2 separate regions of the Sus scrofa genome follow, and region 1 is linked to region 2. The links are chromatin contacts, called in public HiChIP or PLAC-seq maps. All regions are on one chromosome and are shown on one strand. Each heading gives the region's core, a stretch centred on a gene start, on an enhancer-like site or on the middle of the called end of the contact. The rest is flanking DNA. Distances are from core to core; before and after follow the strand shown.

Region 1 (4,658 bases), core at 1,902-4,401, 630 kb before region 2:
CACTGGTCAGAGAAGAGTGGTTGGGGTGGGGGGAAATGCCGGGTCAAGGGATCGACTTCAGCAAAGGACCAGGCAGACCACCCTCACTTGGCACGGACAGCCACGGGTACTTGCTGGTGGGAATCCCAGCAGAAGGCCCCTGGGCTCTGAACGACCCCAGATCTGCAGCTGCCTTCCTGCTAACAGATGTCCCCGCGGCAGCTGCTCCCCCCCAAGAACTCACAGCAGCGCTGGGCTCCGTGGCCCTGAGGCTCAAATATGGGGGAAAAGGAATTCCAGACACCAAACATGACTGTCATGCATGCTTCTCCACCTCTGGACAGTAACTGCCAAAGAGAATCGATCTCTGGAGCCCCCCGAGATTGCCACTCTGTGAAGGCATGTCAGCCGGCAGGGAGCTGTCTGCAGATGGGAAGCAAAGAGATTCAGGGGGTCACAGTGCTGTCACTTCCTTCTGAGGGGTCCTCCAGGCTCAAGTTCAACTCTTGAGTCTACACTTTGAGAGCGGAAGGCCTGAGGACCCGAAGCCAGAGCAGAGGAGTGAGCAGAAGGTTATGAGAGCCACACCAGCGGGGGAACAGCTGAAGGCCCTGGAGGTGTTTCTCTTGGATCGAGGAAGCTGGACCCTTGAAAAGAGAGGAACAGATTGCCTTACTCTGCGTCTGACCCCCTAGCCCTGCAGTTACCACATCATTGTGAAAGCACCTGCTTCTGAGCCCTCGGCCCTCCCCAGAAACACGGCTCCTTAAAGGGAGTCTGCCTGTGAGTCACTTCTGAGGCACCAGCAACTAAGCCACCGCCAGGACACCGCAAACTGCTGAACTGAAAGAAATGACAGGAAGGCCCATTGTGGCTCAAGAAAGGGAAGTGCTTTCTAACAATCCCAGCTGCCTCCAACCGGCCAGGATATTAAGGAGGAAGCATCCTGACAGGGAAGGGGCTGGTATGAGAACAGAATGCTCTCATGCCAGCAGAAAGATGCAGGACAAAGTGGCCCCCTGAGATTTCTGCCAGTTCCAGGACCCCACCTCCTGAAGCAGGGAGGGGAGCCGTCAGGGGAAGAAATAGAGGCCAACAGAGCACCTGCTCCAGGCCAGACACTCACACCCAGTCACCACCTTGTTGTGACGCAGGCACTCTCATTACTCCCGATTGACAGTCGGGGAATCTGAGGCTCAGGGAGGTTCAATAACTTATCAAAGCCATAGAACAGCAGGAGGTAGAACTGAAACGCAAACCAAGACCGCCAGGCTGCCCACCTGGGCTGAGGGAGAACTGCCCTCCTGGGCCATGCAGAAGGCAGCTCCAGCCCTTTGCAGCTGAGGGTTCTCTGAGGGCAATAATATTAATTGGCTTCATCTCCTGCTGATGCGAAACCCTCCTCAAAAGCACGTTTACATCTATAAGCCCGAGAGCCCGCAGCCAGCAGATCCAGCTTGAGGGAAATACGGTGGGTCTGGAGCCAGCTTGTTCTGGGAAAGCCTGGGGGTTGCCCTCCCCTCCTAGACCCCACCCGAGGGACACAAGAGGCTCTGGGAGGGGTGTGGAAGGCTCTCCTGAAGGAGGTAACATCTGAGCAAAGCCTGACATGATAAACCAGACAGGGGAGGTGGCAGTGTGGCACGGCACGGGGGAAAGGACATTCGAGAGGAGGCAGCGAGAGCAAAAGCAAAGAAGCAAGAAGTGTGCAGAGACTCACAAGCAGCTTGGGGCCGCCAGAACATAAAACTTAAATTGAACAGTGGAAGGACATAGGGATGAAAGCGAGAAGCAGGGACGCCGCTAAATTATAAAGGACTCTGAATGCGGGCTAAAGAATCTGGACCTGATTTATCCTGCGGGCAAGAAGGAGCCACTGAAGGGTTTTACACAGAACAGTGAGAAAATCAAACCTGGGCATTAGGAAGAATGCCATGGTGGCAGCGGAAAAGGCTGAGCTGCTGCTGGCTGTGCTAAGGGAGGTGTGAAGGCGTGTGGAGGAATGCACGTGTAGTTCAGGCTGGCGTGTGCTTCAAGGCTCCTCTACCGTAATTCCCCACCTGGGCTAAACTTTCCATGCCCTGGGCCCCTGATCCTACTCACACTGCCAGTGATCCAGACCTGCTCTATAGGCTACTGGTTTGGTGGTGCCTCCCCCACACCTTTCTGATAGGAAGGAAAAGGTTAATCACTAAACACACTCCGTGCCAGGCCCTCTGCTGGGTCCTTTACACAAATAATCTCACTTGCGCAACCAACAACCCTACGAGGGAGGTGACTATTGGTGCCTCGGTTTTGCAGATGAGGAAATCCAGGCAAAGAGCCGGAGGAAGACTGCCAGAGGTCACCCAGCTACTAAAGAGAGGAGTCAGGTGTGAACCACCTTCTACCTCCTGGCAGACACGGCGGTTAACCACTTCCAGGAGGAGTGGAGAGGGAGGGATGAAGGTGGGCTTCTGCAAAGACCTCGGGGAAAATGGTGGGACTAAAAAGGCCGGACCCCTAACAACAACAGCAGTGGGAATCCCGCCCCCCAAAAGTGGAATCAGGGGGGCCCCCGCCCTCGGCAGCCTTCAGCTACCAGGAGAGAAACCCGGGCAGGGACCGGAAAACTCCCACTAAACAGACGGTGAAAAGACCTCCAAGCTGGGTTGGGGGAGGTGGGCGGAGACGCAGTGAAGGGGCGGGGCTTGGACGCGGCGAACATTCTGGGGCGGGGCTGACTAGGGGGCGGGGCTCTCTGGCCGGACCAAGTCCAGGACCTGCGGGACCCCAGGAGCGGGTGGGCCGCGAGGGGGCGGGGCTGCAAGAGGGGCGGGGCCACAGCTGCGCTTGCTGCCCACGACTCGCTCCGTCACCTCCCCACGATCGGACCCAACCCCCGCTCCATACCCTGGCTCCGGCAGGACTGATCCGGGATCTCGATGGTGTAGTCCAGCTGGGCCGAGGCCATCGTGAAGCCGCGGGCCCTCAGCTCGGGCCTCTCGCCGGAACTCACGCTCGCAAGTCCGCGCCTCACCAGGGCGCCTCCTGGGCGCCGCCCAATCACCACCCACCTCCCTCGACGCTGCCCAATCCCTGAGCTGCGCTCTGTGACCTCCCGCCCTAGCAACCACCGAGTCTCTTTCAGAGCCTCTCGCTGCAACCGGCTAGCTCGGCCATAGCAACAGCGCCCCGCCCCACTCTATCCCTGGCCCACCGCCATTGGCTGACTCTCTTGATCTCGGTCAAGTATTGGCCAGCCAAGACGCCGGTCAGGAAGAGTCGCTACCGTCCTGCGTCGGTAAGAGTCTGCGGGAGAGCTGCTATGTTCTGGGGATGGGAAAGGTTTCCCGTCCCAACCGCGTGTTATCCTACGAAGGGGACAGCAGTGTCCTTTGAGTTACATTAGCTAGCTGCCTCTACTGTCTTCCACCAGCCGCAACTCCGAGGGCTGGAGGTAGAAAACCGTACAAAACGGCCAAAGGGGTGCGTGCTAGCCCATCCGCCCCCCCGGTGGATGGAGGCATATTTTGGCTGCTGGGTGGGTGGGATGCAGAGGAGGTGGTATCTCCTGGGAAGACTTTAGAGAATGTCCTGTTCGTGCGGGACAAAAGGGGTTAAGCAGTACAGTTTTCTTACATTTATTCCCGCACTTAAAAAATGTTTCCTGGAGTTCCCGTCATGGCGCAGTGGTTAACGAATCCGACTAGGAACCATGAGGTTGTGGGTTCCATCCCTGGCCTTGCTCAGTGGGTTAAGGATCCGTAGTTGCCGTGAGCTGTGGTGTGGGTTGCAGACGCGGCTCGGATCCCGAGTTGCTGTGGCTCTGGTGTAGGCGGGTGGCTAGAGCTCCGATTAGACCCCTAGCCTGGGAACCTCCCTATGCCGCGGGAGCGGCCCTAGAAAAGGCAAAAAGACAAAAAAAAATCCTGAGCACCTGTTTTGTAGGTGGACTCTAGTGAGGATTACATTTCTTGGCCTTGACTTCCATAAGTCTTGAGCAGGAGTCAACTGTAATTCTGTGCAAGGGATAAAATACTACATAAGAGTAGGCCCTAAGGATTTTAGCAGCTCAGGATAAAAAGGGGCATTTATGGCAGTGTGGATGCCTCTTAAGCTGGGCTTTGAAAGATGCTGGGAGATACGAATCCTTGCAGGACTCAGAGAGAGGAAAGTGAGAAGCTATACCAGGAATTATGAGCATCTCTGGACAGAAGAGAGACAATGGGAGAGCAACCTTGGAAGAACAGGTAGGCCCAGATCCTGGAAGGTCTTTGATGTCAAGCTCAGCTCTGAGCTTATGGGTAAATCTTACTGATGGAAAAATTTTCCAGTGCATTTACACCGATGAGCACAAGAGCTTAGACTTTATTCTGAGGACAATGGGGAGTCTGCAGGGCTTTAAGCAAAATAGTAACAATCAGATTTGTGTCTTTGTTTTTCTTGGCTATGCCTGTGGCATGTGAAAATTACCGGGGCTGGAATTGAACCTGCGCCACAGCAGTGACTCTATGGTGACAACACCGTATCCTTAACCTGCTGTGGCCACAAGAGAACTCCAGATTTGTTTTAGAAAGATCAATGACAAGAATGGATTGGGGGTTGGGAGGAGGGAGACCAATGAGGAAGTTGTTTCAGTAATTGTTTCAGTAAGGATTGTGGTAGCCAGAAGCTTGGAGAACTAACAGGAATGAAGA
Region 2 (4,160 bases), core at 211-2,710:
CTGGGCCAAAGCCACGCCCTGGCAGGGCAACACGCCTCTGCCAAGATCAGCATTTTCTTTCAGACAGCAGCCACAGCCTCCAGAAACCCATCCTCTCCAGGTAGGAAGTGCTGTGCAGAGGGCTGTGTCTGTTCCTTCTGTCGGTACCCAGAGCCCTTGAGTAGAAATTCCTTCTCCTGGACCGAAGGCCTAGAAGCACTAGCGCGTCTCCTTTGGGGCCCTCATCATGATAACTGGGGCAGAACATAGACCTTTTTTTCCTTTTCTTTTCTTTGGCGGCACCTGCGGCATGCGGAAGTTACCAGGGCCAGGGACTGAACTCGAGCCACAGCTGAAACGTAGCAGTAACAAAACCAGATCCTCAACCCACTGAGCCAGGGAATTCTGAGCATAGCCTGTTCTGAACCAATCCTCTCAGAGCCCTATTCCCAGGGCCCCTTCTCTTAGAATCCCCTCCCAGGGCTCAGGCCTAGGGAGACGCAGCCCTTTGTATGCCCCGACCCCACCAGCAGGCCCAGGTTCATAGGCTAAAACCTGGATCTCTTTCCGGACTGCACCACAATTTCATTTAATCACAGCAACCCTATGAAGTAGGTACCATTATTATTCCCATTTTTTTAACAGAAGAAACTGAAGCTCAGAGACGTTAAGCAACTTACCCAAAGTCATACAGCTAGGAAGTGTTGGAAGTGGATTTTAAACTCAGGTCTGTCTGGCTTTTGGAGCCCATGTTCTCGGATTCACTGGTCTGTGGAGCAGCACCAAGCGTCTTTCACTGACCAGCTTCTGAGTACTGAGTCTTTTCTTCTAAGCCCTGTCCCCTCATCACATCCTTTTCCCCTCTGGCCAGTGAAACTCAACAGTCGTTATCACCCCAGGCTGCCTGACAGAGGACTTTCATTTGCAGTGCCTTTGCATCCGTCCCTACCGCCTCCCCAACCTTATGCTCCGTTGCGCCTCTGAGGGTTTGGCTCACATTCCTCGCTGAGCTTTTGTTTATGCTACATGCCCTTCCAGGAATGCCCTTCCAAATCCTTGAGGTGCTACCAGGTGATTTTCCAGAAGGCTCCTAACTTCCTCATCCGGTGATCTGCAAAGTGTGTCTGCCTGGTACACAGTCAGGAAGCTGCAAAGAGCAAGGAGGGCTTGGGTGTCGTGGTTTTTTTTGTTTGTTTGTTTGTTTGTTTGTTTTTGTCTTTTTGCCTTTTCTAGCGCTGCTCTCGCGGCATATGGAGGTTCCCAGGTGAGGCGTCTAATCGGAGCTGTAGCTGCCAGCCTACACCACAGTCACAGCAACGCGGGATCTGAGCTGCTTCTGCAGCCTACACCCCAGCTCACAGCAATGCCAGATCCTGAACCCACTGAGCAAGGCCAGGGATCGAACCCGAATCCTCGTTCCTAGTCGGATTCGTTAACCACTGCGCCAGGACGGGAACTCGGGGATGGAAACTTCATGGATTCTAGCCGGATTCGTTTCCGCTGCCCCACAACAGGAACTCCAAGAAGGGCTTGTTCTAAGTCCTGATAGGGTCGGGGCTGAGAAAGGTCACCCATGCAGTTACTCCGTTCAGATCCCGAGCGACCACCTCTTTCTCCCAATCTTGTTGGGACAAGAGGTAAAAGATGTTAAACGGAGAATGGGGTTGAGGAAAGAGAAAAATGCAGCTGAGAGACTTCCCAAGAGAAAGGTGAGAAGCATGTCGTAGCTGTATAAATGGCCCATCTTCCTATAAACATCGATTTCTCTGGACCATTATAGGAAGGAATGAAAATCTGTAACAAAACATTTTAATATTTTTTACGTTGGAAAGGACATTAGGACTTAAAAGCAAATTCTCCAAAAAATTTAAGCTCAAACATGAAATTGCTAAGGAATTCGTGCTTACAGGGGAAGAATGTGGGCTCTTCTCCCAACCAGGGCTGAAACCTTCGCTCTAAGTGGGAGCCCGCTGCCTGGCACCCAGTGAAGGCAGCTATTGTGATCTCCAGGGTCCGGGGAAGGGTGGCTCAGGGGCCAAGAGTGTGGCTCAGCCAGAGGCCATGGGAAGGTCAGGGCCCAAGGCTGCGGCCCAGAGGCCGTGGGAAGGGGCAGTCCTTCTCCCCTCGCCGGGGACAGGAGTCTGGGCGGGCGGAGGGCGGAGTCACTGGCTCCGCCCTCCCTCGCTCCTGCTGGGTCCCAGCCCTTGCTCCGCGTGGTTCTCAGGTCCCCCTGGTGGTCCCCAGGCAGCTCCAGTGAGGGGGGCACAACAGGGGGAACTGCGAGCCCCAAGGGGTCTGTCTGCGGCTTCTCCCGGAAAAAGACCGAGGCACGCACTCTGCGAGCAAAAGCGGACTCCCACCGGCTTCCGACGACAAGCCGGGGACCTGAGGATCGCGGAGTCCACGACCCGTGAGCGACCCCAGGGGAAGGACAGGAGGGACGCCGACCGGACCGCCATGGCCGCGCCTGTCCGCCGTCTGTGCCATGTCGCCTTCCACGTGCCCGCGGGGCAGCCCCTCGCCCGGGATCTGCAGCGCTTCTTCGGTTTCCGGCCCCTGGCGGTGAGGGAAGCCGATGGCTGGCGGCAGCTGGCCCTGCGCAGCGGCGACGCGGTCTTTTTGGTGAACGAGGGCGCCGGGCCTGGGGAGCCGCTGTACAGCCTGGACCCGCATCACGCGGTGCCCGGTGCGACCAACCTGTGCTTCGACGTGGCTGACGTGGGCGCTGCAGCTCGGGCGCTAGCCGCGCTGGGCTGCAACGTGCAGGTGCCTCCGGTGACCGTGCAGGATGCACAGGGCGCCGCCACCTACGCCGTGGTCGGCTCGCCCGCCGGCAACCTCAGCCTGACGCTGCTGGAGCGCCCCGGCTTCTGCGGGCCCTTTCTCCCCGGCTTTCGGCCCGTGTCCTCTGTACCCGGCCCGGGCTGGGTCACCCACGTGGACCACCTGACCTTGGCCTGCCCTCGCAGCAGCTCCCCCAAAATAATGCGCTGGTTCCACGACTGTCTAGGATTTCACCACCTGCCGCTGAGCCCAGGTGAGGATCCAGAGCTGGGCCTGGAGGTGGCAGCAGGGTCTGGGCGCGGTGGTCTGAGGCTCACCGCCCTGCAGGCTCCGACTGGCAGTGCCGTCCCAACCCTAGTGCTGGCAGAGTCCCTGCCTGGGTCTCTCCGTGGTCGGGACCAAGTGGAGCAGTTCCTAGCCCAGAATGGGGGACCTGGACTGCAGCACGTGGGGCTGTACACGCCCAACATCATGGAAGCCACTGAGCGGGTAGCAGGGGCCGGGGGTCAGCTCCTGACGCCTCCTGAGGCCTACTACCAGCAGCCGGGCAAGGAGAAGCAGATCCTGGCTGCAGGGCACGAGCCTCGCCTGCTGGCCCGACACGGGGTCCTGCTGGATGGAGATGAAGGCAAGTTTCTGCTTCAGGTCTTCACCAAGTCCCTTTTTGCAGAGGACACTTTCTTCCTGGAGCTGATTCAGAGGCAAGGGGCCACAGGCTTTGGCCAGGGCAACATCCGGGCCCTGTGGCAGTCTGTGCAGGAGCACGCTGCCAGGGTCTGCGAAGCCTGAGAAGGGCAGAAGCTGGGTGCAGCCGCTTGTCCTGGACCCTGGGAAGGCCAGCGCAGGGCCTGCAGCTGAGAAGACCTGGAGTGAGATGTTTTGTCTTTAGGGCCAGGTGCAGCCTCCATCTCACGGGTACCTGCCAGTAGCTGGATCTCTCAGTGAGGTCCAAAGAGGTGGGATTTTTTTTTTTAACTATGAAATGTTTCTCACATTGTATCTAATATATGCAAAATGTCAGGAATAAGGGAATTACACAATTAGGAAATAGAACATAACCAATACTTATGAAACCTTCTCTGTATTGTGTGCTCCTCTGATCCCATTTCGACCACGGCCCTGATGTTGTAATTAAAAATGCTTGGTTTTTCTGTGTTGTTTCACTGCCTATGTAATGTATCCCTAAAATGATGTATTGAGGTAGGAGTCTAAGACAAAACAAATCCTCCTCTGTGCGTCCCCTCTCCCTAGGGAGCAGCCACTGCGGGTAGGAGGGGCTGAGCCCAAACACTCGCAATCCGCAGCTCCAATCAGAGCTGACCGGAGGCCTGGGCAGAGCGCTGGATGTCAGCCCCTGGCAGGAGCTCCCTGCAGCTGCCTTGTACCGGGGTTGAGGG

What was found. HiChIP or PLAC-seq counts read pairs in DNA pulled down with a chosen protein or histone mark.
Region 1: an H3K27ac HiChIP or PLAC-seq map of alveolar macrophages shows a contact between it and region 2. The contact joins the promoter of TMEM53 here to the promoter of HPDL in region 2. A contact is called at or near these places in 2 of 2 datasets of contacts at active chromatin or transcription factors (alveolar macrophages and skeletal muscle).

The regions. Positions count from the first base shown.
Region 1 is chr6:166,643,596-166,648,253 of Sscrofa11.1, reverse strand. It overlaps TMEM53 (transmembrane protein 53), which reads right to left and starts at 3,151. Exons shown (of 3, transcript XM_003482099.4): 1 at 2,872-3,151. The coding sequence starts at 2,932. C6H1orf228 reads left to right here and starts at 3,253. Exons shown (of 18, transcript XM_021096783.1): 1 at 3,253-3,447; 2 at 4,119-4,211.
Region 2 is chr6:166,012,351-166,016,510 of Sscrofa11.1, reverse strand. HPDL (4-hydroxyphenylpyruvate dioxygenase-like protein) reads left to right here and starts at 1,460. Exons shown (of 1, transcript XM_003128048.4): 1 at 1,460-3,921. The coding sequence starts at 2,041. The coding sequence ends at 3,552.